Regions from separate parts of the Macaca mulatta genome. Here region 1 is linked to region 2. A link is a contact called in public Hi-C data. All regions are on one chromosome and are shown on one strand. Each heading gives the region's core, a stretch centred on a gene start, on an enhancer-like site or on the middle of the called end of the contact. The rest is flanking DNA. Distances are from core to core; before and after follow the strand shown.

Region 1 (6,435 bases), core at 3,424-5,923, 410 kb before region 2:
TATGGACAACTGGGACACAGTGTTGGGAGGGCAGCCCTTTGCTCTGAAGTCCCTGCCAAACCCCTGCTCTGTGCCAGATCCAGCCCAAGCGGGGACTCCTCCACGGACTCATTCCTGGTGACCGAAAGGAGGAGGTGGGTCCTCCCTGCTCCGCCGCACCCAGTCCTGCTGAGCCACCATGTCCCCGGTGGCCCGTACTCTCTCACCTGTGAGCAGGCTGACCTCCGGCTCCAGCCTGCCTCCTTAGCTGGCAGCACCTCAGCCACCACACTTCCCTGGATGGGTCTCATTTACTTGTCTGCCCAGTACCTGGCTCAGAGTGAACTGGTGCCAATGCAATCCAAGCCTGCACCCCAAAGCCTGGGCTGGAACCCAACCTGGTCAGACGTGAGTTTGGGGGGGACAGGCCTAGAGGTGGGCCTGACCACTCCCTATTCTCTGTGCCAAGATGGTCTGGGGCAGGATGGTGGTGCAGAGGTCGTGGGCAGCCAGGAATACTGCCCCAAGCCCCTAGGCCTGTCCTTCCAGCTGTCCTTCCAGGCATGAAATCTCTCTAAAGCCGCAGGGCTCTCAAGAGACCCCAGGTTCCAGTCCAACCCACCCGTTTCAGATGCCACTAAATGGAGAAAGGCTAAGGGACTCGTAAGGTGATGTAAGCTGTCTGCATGGCCAGTCCTTTCTTTACTAAGGAAGGAACTGAAACATCGGGCACCAGCTGCTTGGGGTTACAGCTGCACACACAGACTCTCCTGGAGAGCTGCTCTATCACAGGGAGGATGGTGGGCAGCAGGAACAGGAAGTGATTTGGTGCAGCGAAAGAACCACAGAGCCCAGAGAAGTACAGACCCCAGGCTTGAAGAATGAAACATCAAAGCCTGGCCCTGACCCCTAAGTAGGAGAAAATCCTGGTCCTTACTGAGACCTGACTGCACCCCAGACAGTTCCAGAGGCCCTGGTGCCCTGCTCAGACAGACAGATGGTAGAGGCAGAGAGTCCTGTGGGCAAGGTCTCAGTGGTGTGAGAAGATGGCAAGGAGTCACAGGACTGAAAGCAAGGGCTGGGGACAGAGGCTGGGGTGTGTGGGGGGTGCCACAAGGGGCGTGGGTTTTACAGATTCTCTGGCTCCTACTGGGGAAGGGAGGCTTGTTAGGTGACGGCTGCCCTCAATCTAGGTGGGAGATGGTTGGGACCGAGAAGAAGGCCATGTCCCCATGGTTGGTCTGTGAGGTCCTTGAAGGTGGGATCTGTTGTGAGGTCTCCCTACCTCCCACGCCCCACAACACTGGATGCTTAACTAGTACCTGCAGGTAGCCCATATGCCCCTCAGACAAGACTAGATGACACTGGACCACAACTCCCAGGACAGGTGTTCGCTGGCTTATTTGTTGGCTAAGCAAGATGTCTTCATTTAGAACGTGGCCTTCACCCCAATGGGAGAAGGGACTGTGACTCCACGTGGTCCTCCCAGCCCAGGCTGGGGCCTCCTGGGGCTGCTTGGTTAACAGTCCCTTCCGCCACTAGGTGGCAGCACATGAAGCCGGGCCTGCCCACGCCAATGCTGCCAGCCCAGCTCCCAGGGATGGGGCCCCTCACACCCCTTCCCACACAAAGGCAGGGAAAAGCCCCAACTTTTTCCGCATGGTAGGCAGACATTCTGCAGGTGCATCCCCACACCTTCTGACTCGCAGAAAGTTAAGTGTTTACTCCTTCTGCAAGCTGCTGAGCTTCCTGACTTCTGCAATTATGCTTCCAAGAGTCCAGTGGTGATGGACTGTCCCTGGGGGAGGGGCAAAGAGTGTGGGCAAACAGCAGGCCCAGAAAGAAACCCTGGCTCAGTGAGTCTCCTTTCCTTATCTGCTCGACCATCACAGGGCCTACTTCAGGTGCTCCTGTGATGATCAGAGAGTACATGGCACCTGCTCAGCACACTGCCTGGCATGCAGCAAATAACTGAACAGACCTACCTATGGGTGGTGGACTTATAAGCAGTGATCTTGTTCCAATGTATGCTTGGCATACATTGTTATTTCTTACTTTATACTTTCTATATATTATTATTATTTAAAGGGTTCACCCCTCCTCTTCCTCCCCACATGGAGAACTCCTTGAAATCGGGGACTTGGGTCTGCCTGGTGAATTAAAAATAACTGTAGCCAACATGGTTATTGCACCCTGACCAGGTGACAGGCATAGCTCTGTGGGCTTGGCATACACTGTAGATGGTGTAGATGGCATGAACTGTACCTTGGCCTCTCCCCATGTCTGTGGGCAAGTTACTGGGCACCTCTGACCCCGTTTCCCCATGCGTAAAACGGGGGATGGAAGCTATCTCGTGGGCTCCTGTTTGCTTCACAGTAGTTCCTGGCAGAAAGCACGGAGCGTAATTTGCTGACTGCCATACTGCCTCCCATGGAGTCCCAGAGCAATGTATTCGGCCCAAGCTAATCTCCATAGCCCCTCACAAATATCCACATCTCTCTCAGGCTACCTGTTTCTTAGGGTCCAGATAAAAAAGTTCTCCTATCTGCATCTCTATCCCCTGCCACGCCAACTCTACAGCCTCCATAGTTTCCTGTGTGTATCTGCCGTTCCCCCTTAACCTGACATGGACTCCTCAAGGCACAAGATGAAGAAAAGGAGACAGGATGAAGCCAGGACGCTGGACCTTGGGTAAGTCACTTTCCCTTCCTAGGCCTTGATTTTTTATCTGTGAAATGGGGATAATACTCCCCACTTCTTGGACTGTTGAGGGCTCAGCCCTGTATTAGGCCCACAGCCAGCTCAGGAACCAAAAGAACTATCAAGAAAAAAGGCGTTTTGTGTATCAATGTTCATGGTCATACTCGCTTCACCGCTAGAGGGTGCCCCAGCTGCACTGAGAGACTGTCACACAGCCCATCAGCTTTCCAGCTGCTCCGCCCATCCCTCCCCAGGAGAAGCATCAGGGTTAAGGTTACTCCCTGGATGGATGTGCGTCGCTTGAGGGTGGGGTTTATAAAAATATGAAATTCTGGAAACCCACATTTCTTTCACTTCTGCTTCTCTTCTCCAAAAAAGAGTCCTCCCACAAAGTCACCAGCTGTCGGGTGGGAGGGGGCCCTGAGGCATGTGTAGCACTACAGCGAGACAGGTGGCCCAGTGAGTTCCACCTGCAGCCTTGCCTGCCACCTAGGGCCATCTTGCCCTTCCTTTCCCAGACTCTGTTTTTTCTTGTCAAAATAAAATAAAAACCCAAATCCTCCAAGATGGCTTCCTCTGGAAGTTCTTCCCTCCCTAGCAGAGGCTAATATGCTATGCTCTCACTCCCACATCCTCATCCTCCAGAAATGGCCGGGAGTGGGGGGAAACTAAGGCTCAGAGCCCTAAAGTTAGTGGCCCAGCCTGGGTGATAAATTCAAAGAGAAGTGATTTTGAGGTCAAATTCAAGTTGGATCCCCAAGAAAGGAGGGGAGCCATGAAGAACAAATCCTGAAAGACAGGGAACGGAGGAAGCTGGGGGCAGGGAGGCAGGTGGTCCCCCAATCCTCTCCTTGTGCCCTGACAGGAGGTGGGACCCCACTCACTCTCCCCCTGGGTTCCAACTCCCAGCACAGTCATAACAGCTCAAACAAATGCCCCCTTCCCATGGGCATCCCCCACCTTCCTCAGCCACCCCCTTTCCTGGAGCCCTAAAGGCACCCTCAGACTCTGGTTTCAACAGGGAAGATTATCCCCAGTCCCAGGACCCTCTTGTTGAAGGTGAAGCTGGCTGAGGCTTGCCATCAGGGGCTTCTGGGGGGGCTCACAACCACCCCCTGCCCAGCTGGGGCCCCTCTGGAAAGGCCCGCCCGCTTGGGCAGCCGCGTATCTGTCCCTCCCTTCCAGGCCCCGTGCTGTGCCGGGGCTGGGGGCCCGAGAAGGGGATGCTGCTGGGGCTGGGCCAGGTTACCTTCAGAAGGAAAGTTTTGGGTTTGGGTCCTCTCTTCTTGGGCCCATACAGCTCACGCTCCCTCTCCCTGCGGCCGAAAAACACCAGAGGTTAAAAAGAGCCCCTTCCCGGGCCCCACTCCGCGATGCCCTCCCCGGCTCTCCCGCTTCCCCGCGCGGCGCCCCAGCCGAGCCTCGGCCTCGCCGCCCCTGCCAGCTTCCCCAACAACTCACTTTTGCTCGAAGGCTGCAATGAGCCGCGAGTCCAGGATGTTCTCCTCGGGCTCCCAAGTGCTGTACCTGCAGAGTCACAAACGCTCAAAATCAGGATGAAGACATGAAGACCAGAGAGGGACAGGCACGCGGCGAGAGCAAGCGCGCGCACCCCCACCCCAGGCCCCGGTGCCCGCTGCCTCCCCCCCCGCGACGCCCCCGGACCCCGCGACACTCACTTGATCGCCCACCCCTTCCATTTCACCAGGTACTCGATGCGTCCCTGAAAAACAGAGGGGAGAAAAACGGGGGTGGGGGTGGGGAGGATGCGGGGACGCGAGGAGGCGGCGGCGCGGGGCTGGGCGAGGGAGCCGGGCTAGCGGGACCGCTTCGCCCCGAGGGCTCCCGGCCCCGGCTCCGGCTGCGGACAGCGGCGGCCCGCCCCGGGCGGCGGCTCACCTTTCGGATCCGCCGTTTGATGATGGATTCGGCCGCGAAGACCCGCTCGCCCACTGCAGACAGCTCCATCTTGCTCAGCGGCACCCACAGCCCATAATACTCCCTGCGCCCGCGGCCGGTGCGGCACCGCTCGCGCACGCGCCGCAGCGCCCAGGCCCCGGCGGGCGGGAGCGCGGCGGGGCGCGCGCTCGCGTTCCAGCTGCGGGCCGTCACGTGATCCTCGCGGCAGGCGCGCGGTTGCCAGGACCTCCCCCTCTCCCGGGGCGGTTGCTAGGGAAAGTCGGCGCTAGCGGGGCGGGGGCGCGCGCTGGCTCTTAAAGGAGCCGCGCCGGCGGAGGGAGCAGCTGCCGGCGGACCCGATGGGTACCCGGCTTGTGGGCACGCTGCGGCCTTACGCTTATAACCCCCTCCCCCATCTTGCTGGCGCCCGATCGCTGACACCCTCTCCTCGCCTCTTAATCCCCACGCGAGTCTCACCAGGCCCCGGGCGGAGAAGGGCTGTGGAGCCGGAGTCTCTCCGCCAACCCGCGTCTCCCGCAGTAGCCTGCAAACAGTTAAAAATGATGCAGCAGAAATGCAGTTGCTGTTGCCTTGCCAGGCCTTGCGGGAATTTCTTTAAAACATCGCCCCCCATCCATTATTTATGTATTCGTGGGAGTGTGGTTTTGTAACCAGTTCAGAAGAGTTAAAACAAAAACGCCACCGCAGGAAAGGGGTGTGCAGCGAATGGGGCCGAGGAAGGCCTGGGTGACCGTGGGCATCTGACTGCGGCCGGGGTCTCGGGCGACACCTGCCCTCGCCCGGGAGACCGGGGAGGACTCGGCGGGTCCGGTGTGGCAGTGAGGGAGGGAGAGGGACCGCGGGCAGGAACGGGTCTCCCTGCACCCCACCTTGGGCCCACAGCGGGTCATCATCTGGTTATTCGGCAGAAGCCGCCTTCGCGGTCATATCTGTGTTTTCCGATTCCCAGCACCCCTCCCGGCCCCCCGACCCGGCCGCGTCCCTCTCCCCGCCCGCAGCTGCGCGAAGCTTCCGCCATTGCTCTGGGGAGCCCAGACCCCAGCTTCCTACTTGGGGAGGGGCGGGGGATCGAGCTGGGGCTGTCCGGGAATGGACACGAAAAACAGCCCTGCCGCGCAAAACGCTCCACTTTTTAAATGTTGAAATTACTTGAACTTTATTTCCCATTATGTTAGTAGTCTTGTTCTTTGTAAAACAATTTTTAAAAATACAGATAAAAAAGCAACTGTCCATAACTCCCATAAAACCATTGTTAACATCTTCACCAATCTTCCAGCCTCTGCTTTATGCCTACATGAACTTACGTACACCTGTGTACGTCTGTGTATGTATATGTATGTATATACATACACATTGTCTGTAGATTTGATTTTTTAACAAAATGGGATCACGCTATTCACACTGTTCTGGAATCTGCTTTTCTCCCTTAATGCTATAAAGTGGACATCTTTCAGTGTCATTAAATACAGATTTCCCCATCCTTCCAGTGACCACCTTGGGGTTGAGATGGGGTTGGGAGGAATGGGGATTGTGAAGAGTCAGGGTTGTATCTTGTGAACATCAATGGCTCATTAGGAAAGATTTTTACGTTTCTGTGCTACGATGCCAATTCTTGGGTTTCAAATCCACCATATCAAAATGTTAGTCTTTTCCTCCCGGCAGATTTGTCCAACTACTACCTTGAAAGAAATCCCTCTCCTCACTTAAAATAAGTATGTTCTAGGGAAACACCTATTTGCTGGCCAGCCCAAGGTGAGCTGCTGTGGTAAAAATAGAAATGTCCTCCTGGGAGATGTGGGTGGTGGTGGATGGGCAGGCGAGTGGAGTGGGTATGAG
Region 2 (5,665 bases), core at 2,347-4,846:
TCAAGACCAGCCTGACCAACATGGAGAAATCCCATCTCTACTAAAAATACAAAATTAGTGGGGTGTGGTGGCGCATGCCTGTAATCCCAGCTACTCGGGAGGCTGAGGCAGGAGAATCGCTTGAACCTAGGAAGCAGAGGTTGTGGTGAGCCGAGATAGGGCTATTGCACGCTAGCCTGGGCAACAAGAGCAAAACTCTGTCTCAAAAAAAAAAAAAAAAAAAAGCATTTAAGCATAAAGCGTTCACTCAGGAACAGCCCAGCAATGTCCTGACAAAATTTCAATGGTGGACATGCACTCTAATCTGTGGTGGCCCTCACCACATGGGGTTGTGCTCAGCACTTGAAAGGATAACCTATAACAGGACAGCAAGAGACACCCACTCTAACCAAGTCAATAAAGGGCCTGCTCAGCTCACAAACTAGGTTTCCAGGAAAGCAGCCAGTACCTCACAACCAACTTTCAGGCAGGCATTTCAGTGTCACTGGTGAGTCACCAGTTGGGTCAGCCAGTTGAATTTTAAAGGGGCGTGGTTCCCTTGCTAAGGGCCAGTAAGGACACAGTGCCCTCTGCTGGCAAGGGAGAAGCCTACTCACACACATGGGGGCACAGGACCCCTATGATCACATAGGTCACTTTTACTAAGTGGCAGGCCAAGCCACCCCGGGGAACTGCACTCACCTGGGTGTGGGCAATGACACGGATGACTTGGCAGTACTTCTTCATGCTGCTGAAGTCCTTCTCCAGCTGCTTCTTGCCATCCTCATCCTGCCATTTCTTGCAGTACTTGGTAAAGGCCTTCTTCTTAGATTTATGCCTTCAGGAGCAGAGTAGAGTTGGGGAGGGGGCCGGGTGCAGGCCTTCATCACCCCTCGAGGGGTGAGCGGAAGACACACTGGCACCGCGTGGGGATGGGGCTCATTGCCGGCTTCTAAGGAGCCTTTTCCACCGGCAAGCGGAGCCTGGATGGAGCTCATCGGGCAGAGCCGAGCGGAGCTGAGCAGAGGTCCACAAGGTTAATTTAAGTTACAAACATTCAAACAAAATTCTTGCTCCTGGGTGCTAGAAAGCAAGCTTTCTGACTTGGGGGAGCACCCATTCAGTGATGGAGGAAATGGGACACTCCAGCCAGGGCCAGAGGCCCTTGCCACCCCTATAGGGGTTGAATTATCCTGCTACCTCTCATGGTTTCTAGTTGGACTCCTCAACCAACTGGGTCCTCAGCCACCACCCACTAGCCTGGACTCAGAATGAGGGTGTCAGCTCCCAGCTGAAGCCCGATGGCTGGCCAAAGTCTGATCGCAGGTATTTTTCTGTTCAAGAGACAAACTAAACCCGAGACAGCAGCTCCCTGCCTGCTACAGAGCTGAGAAACCATGCACACACTGCTCCCTGCTCTCCAGCTCCCAAGCTAGGGACTGCAGGGCCTCCTCCCTCACCAGTTCTTATAGAAACGCCTCTTGCATTCATCACTGATGTGCTCAGCGAAGACAGTCTTGAAGGTCCGGAGGCCTCGAGGGGTTTCCACGTAGCCCACAATGCCCACAACCACCATGGGTGGCGTCTCCACAATGGTTACAGCCTCCACCACCTCCTTCTTGTTCACCTCTGCAAAGAAAGCAGTAGTCAGACTTGGCAGGAGCCCAAGCAAGGGGTGTAATGTTTTCTAGGAAAATGCAAAATGCCCATTTAGGCCGGAAGGGCAACTGGGCCCCACACCTGCAGTCTGGACACTCAGGGCTGTCCTTACTACCTACTTCTCATTCAAAGTGCATTTATGTTCTTTAACTTAAAAAATATCAGGACCCTAGATAACCAAATACCTGTCCAGCTTCAATTCTCTTCTACAGAAACCTCTGGAGGCAGACAAGATTTGCTATTTATCTGGAAAATTCAAGTGTCCTAAATATAACTGGGACACAGAAATAGCTCTGAGCTCAGTTTAGAGTCAATATCAATTGTCTAACGTTAATGTCTCCATGGCTCAGCAACCAGTGCTGTTAGACATCTCTAAGTAGAAAACACACAGGTAAGTGGCCATTATTCAAGCTTTTAGGCGAAATGCACGTGAACAAGTAAAACATGAATGAGGCACTTCTTATTCCAGCCTCAGCAGCTCCAACCCCCCATACTAGTGTTACTTCTCTTTGCTAAGGCTCCTGGCAAATTTACTATGCTCTGAAAGCAATACCCCACTCCGCACCTAAAGCAAACAGTGCCGGCCATCTGTAGCCTTGGAATATTCCCGCACCTAAAGCGAACAGTGCCGGCCATCTGTAGCCTTGGAATATTAGTCTTGAGGTTGTCCGCTGTCACAGAAGTTCTGACAACCTGTAACTCCAGCTTAAAAAAAAAAGTCTGCCCTCTGCTAACAGCTTGACTCCATCTCTCCAGTTTCCCTCCCCCTCCACTCCTATCCCCCAACTTTCAGGAGGCCTGTACATACTAGATCCTGGCCTGTCGACTTCCCGCACGATGTGGGTCATGCCAGCCTTGTATCCCAGGAAGGCTGTGAGGTGGACCGGCTTAGACGGATCATCTTTAGGGAAGCTCTTAACCTTCCCGCGATGCCTGCTGCTGCGCTTCCGAGGCAGGAAGCCGAGCGACCCATGTCTGGGAGCCGAGAACTTTCTGTGAGACTGGGGGGGGGAAAAAATCACCGTCAGCACCAGACACCCAGCAAACCGAGTAAAAAGATAATTATCTCCTCCAGGCTCGCACATGTCAAGAATGTTTTTGTATTCAACAAAATTTAAGCTGAATCTAATTTCAAATCCTCTCAACCTGTAAGAAAACGAGCCATCCGTTTTTTTCTCTAACACCACACAAAAATACACTTAGTGACACTAAAAACTGCTCAACAGGCAGCTTTATGTGCCAATTAGCAAGGTTTTGACCACTAAAGAAAGGCACTCCAGGGACAAATAAATGCTGGGTAGCAACTAGCCAATACTACGCTATGGGCTGCCTCTAGCGCCCGGACACTAACTACACCGATACACGTAGGCCAGAGAACTCGGCAGAGCCAAATCAGAACATGACAATCAGCACACAGTTTCTGTCCGCCCGTCAATAAGTTCATCATCTGTGGCTTCTGGGAGCTCCAGAGGCCTTCGGAGTGCACAAGCGGTCCCAGATATTTCAAGAGGACTCCACAACATTCTCCTCCCGCAAGCTTCTTTACCTCCCAATGAGAACGGTGCCGAGAACCCCCACCCAAGGTCCTCCTATCCAGACAAGCTGCTTATGGGCCCTAATCCCAACTAATGATGGAGTTGGTGAGATCGAAACTCAGCAATGACTCATGGCTTTAAAAATGCCGGGCCTCCAAGCCTGCTCCCACCCTTACGGCCTGTCTCTGGCCGACCTGCAGGCCCAAAGCCAGTCCTCCAAGCGCTCTTCTCCACAAGCCTCTCGACTTTCCAGAAAATAGGCCTGACTGAGGCCCCCGCTGGGTCGCCTGTGCCCCTAGAGCAAGCCCCGGCGCCGGCCAAGCTGGGATGGCGGCGATGCGTCGCGGATTCAGCCGTGCCGACGCCGGTGACAATGAATCGGACGCCATTACAGTACATACCATCACGCCATCAAATCCCGCCGGTAGAGGTCGACTTGTTGTCGGTGTCCGCTATATAAAGTCAGATCTGGCTCCGCCCCTTCCGGCGTGCGAGCGCGCCCCCGCGGCAGACGTCGGGTCGGGGGGCACGTACCGAGCGCCATTTCTACGCATGCTCTTCCGCGCCTAACTTTCGTTCCGAGGTGGACGTCAGCTTCTGGGACCGAAATTAGACACTCTACGGCGAGGGGTCGGGTTCAAACTTAATGAAAAGCCACGGAGAAGCGGGCTGAGGGTTTGGTGTGCCACAACTCTACGGCGTCCGGCAGCAGCCAAATTTGATAATAATGAAGAAAAATGGCTGCGTCGCTTTTCTTCCTGTGATATGCAGCTATCTCTGGAATTGGCGAGGAAAGACTGAAACCCTTGTTTCCTGGCTCCGACGCTGGTTTTGCCGCGACACCAACTTGCCTTTAATACCTTTAATCTCGGGCATCCTTCCCTCAAGCCCTGTCTCTACCATTTCTCCCATGCTAATGCAGTGGCCTGCACTTGATTCTGAGAGTCTCAGGAGCGTCCCAAGCCTGCGGAACGGCCTCACGACCTCGGGTCATGCCGAGTCCAGCTGCCCAGCCTCCCTGAGCCCCACGCCTTCCAGACCTCTGCATCAACAAGGACTTTCGCTGATCTCCGCTTGGGCTCCAGGGTAACTCGGGTCCTGACCGTTTCCCTGCCTACAGGCTCCTCCCTTACGAATCTTTTTTTTTTTTTTTTTTTTTTTTTTTTTTGAGACGGAGTCTCGCTCTGTCGCGCAGGCTGGAGTACAGTGGCGCGATCTCGGCTCACTGCAACCTCCGCTTCCGGGGTCACGGTTCAAGCAATTCTCTTGCCTCAGCCTCCCGAGTAGCTGGGATTACAGGAATGCGTCCGGCTAAATTTTTTTTTTTTTTTTTTTTTTTGTATTTTTAGTAGAGACGGGATTTCACCATGTTGGCCAGGCTGGTCTTGAACTCCTGACCTCGTGATCCGCCCGCCTCGGCCTCCCAAAGTGCTGGGATTACAGGCGTGAGCCACCGCGCCCGGCCCCCTACAAATCTAAGAATCAAGTATCTCGTTACTTTACAAGGATCCCTCGTCGTTTCCTCGGAATTAAGCATCAACTTCAGCGGCCACGGAAGACGCTCTCCTAACCGTCTACTTCAGCCTCATGGCTGAACCCTAGCACACGCTCTCATATCACCTTCTGCTTCCTCCGTCCCACCCTGTCATCTTTTATTCTGGGCCTGGCCTTCGCTCCCACCGTGGTTTAAAAAACATTCTCTCGGCCATAATCCCAACAATTTGGGAGGCTGAGGCAGGCGGATCACCTGAGGTCAGGAGTTCTAAACCAGCCTGGCCAACCTGGCGAAACCCCGTCTCTATCAAAAATACAAAAATTAGCCCGGCACGATGGTGTGCGTCTTTAATCCCAGCTACTTGGGAGGCTGAGGCGAGAGAATCGCTTGAACCCAGGAGGCGGAGGTTGCAGTGAGCTGAGATTGCCAGTGCATTCCAGCCTGGGCTACAGAGCGAGACTCCGTCTCAAAAAAAAAAAAAATCTCAATCCTCACACCATCCCCAAAGGACATAACTGATAGATCTTCAATCCATTATTAGAAATCCTGGGGGCCACATATGTTTCAAAATTCAGCATTTTTTTAGTTTTAGAAAGGTACTATGGTGCACCCACTGTATATTATGTAATCCAGTACTCTTTAAAGAAAAACAATATTCTGTAAGGAAACATGAATATTCACATTGAGTGGGATAAATATAAATAGACTCACATCAGTTCAAGGCTGACTTTGCTGCCCAAAAAATGCATCAGTTTACTTTTTGCTGCCAAATAATTTAAGAAGCGTTTTAAAATTTCGGGATACAGGCCGGGCACGGTGGCTTATGCCTGTAATCCCAACACTTCAGAAGGCCGATAGGGGTGGATCACCTGAGGTCAGGAGTTTGAGACCAGCCTGACCAACACAGTGAAACCTCGTCTCTACTAAAAATACAAAAATTAGCCGGTTGTGGCTGCACGCCTGTAGTCCCAGCTACCCCGGAGGCTGAGGCAGGAGA

Evidence for each region. Hi-C and Micro-C count contacts between places; a contact is called where the count stands out from the background.
Region 1: a contact with region 2 is called in a Hi-C map of liver, with 4 times the contacts expected there. The contact joins the promoter of CBX6 here to the promoter of RPL3 in region 2. A contact is called at or near these places in 4 of 14 Hi-C or Micro-C datasets (cortical neurons, fetal cortex germinal zone, fetal cortical plate and 1 more).

What each region holds. Positions count from the first base shown.
Region 1 is chr10:12,649,728-12,656,162 of T2T-MMU8v2.0, reverse strand. It overlaps CBX6 (chromobox 6), which reads right to left and starts at 4,673. Exons shown (of 5, transcript XM_015150377.3): 1 at 4,579-4,673; 2 at 4,359-4,402; 3 at 4,141-4,206; 4 at 3,929-3,995. The coding sequence starts at 4,647.
Region 2 is chr10:12,239,541-12,245,205 of T2T-MMU8v2.0, reverse strand. It overlaps RPL3 (ribosomal protein L3), which reads right to left and starts at 3,596. Exons shown (of 10, transcript NM_001193554.1): 1 at 3,575-3,596; 2 at 2,447-2,639; 3 at 1,440-1,608; 4 at 682-817. The coding sequence starts at 3,577. It overlaps LOC114670668 (small nucleolar RNA SNORD43), which reads right to left and starts at 3,090; the gene lies at 3,027-3,090. It overlaps LOC114670696 (small nucleolar RNA U82P), which reads right to left and starts at 872; the gene lies at 818-872.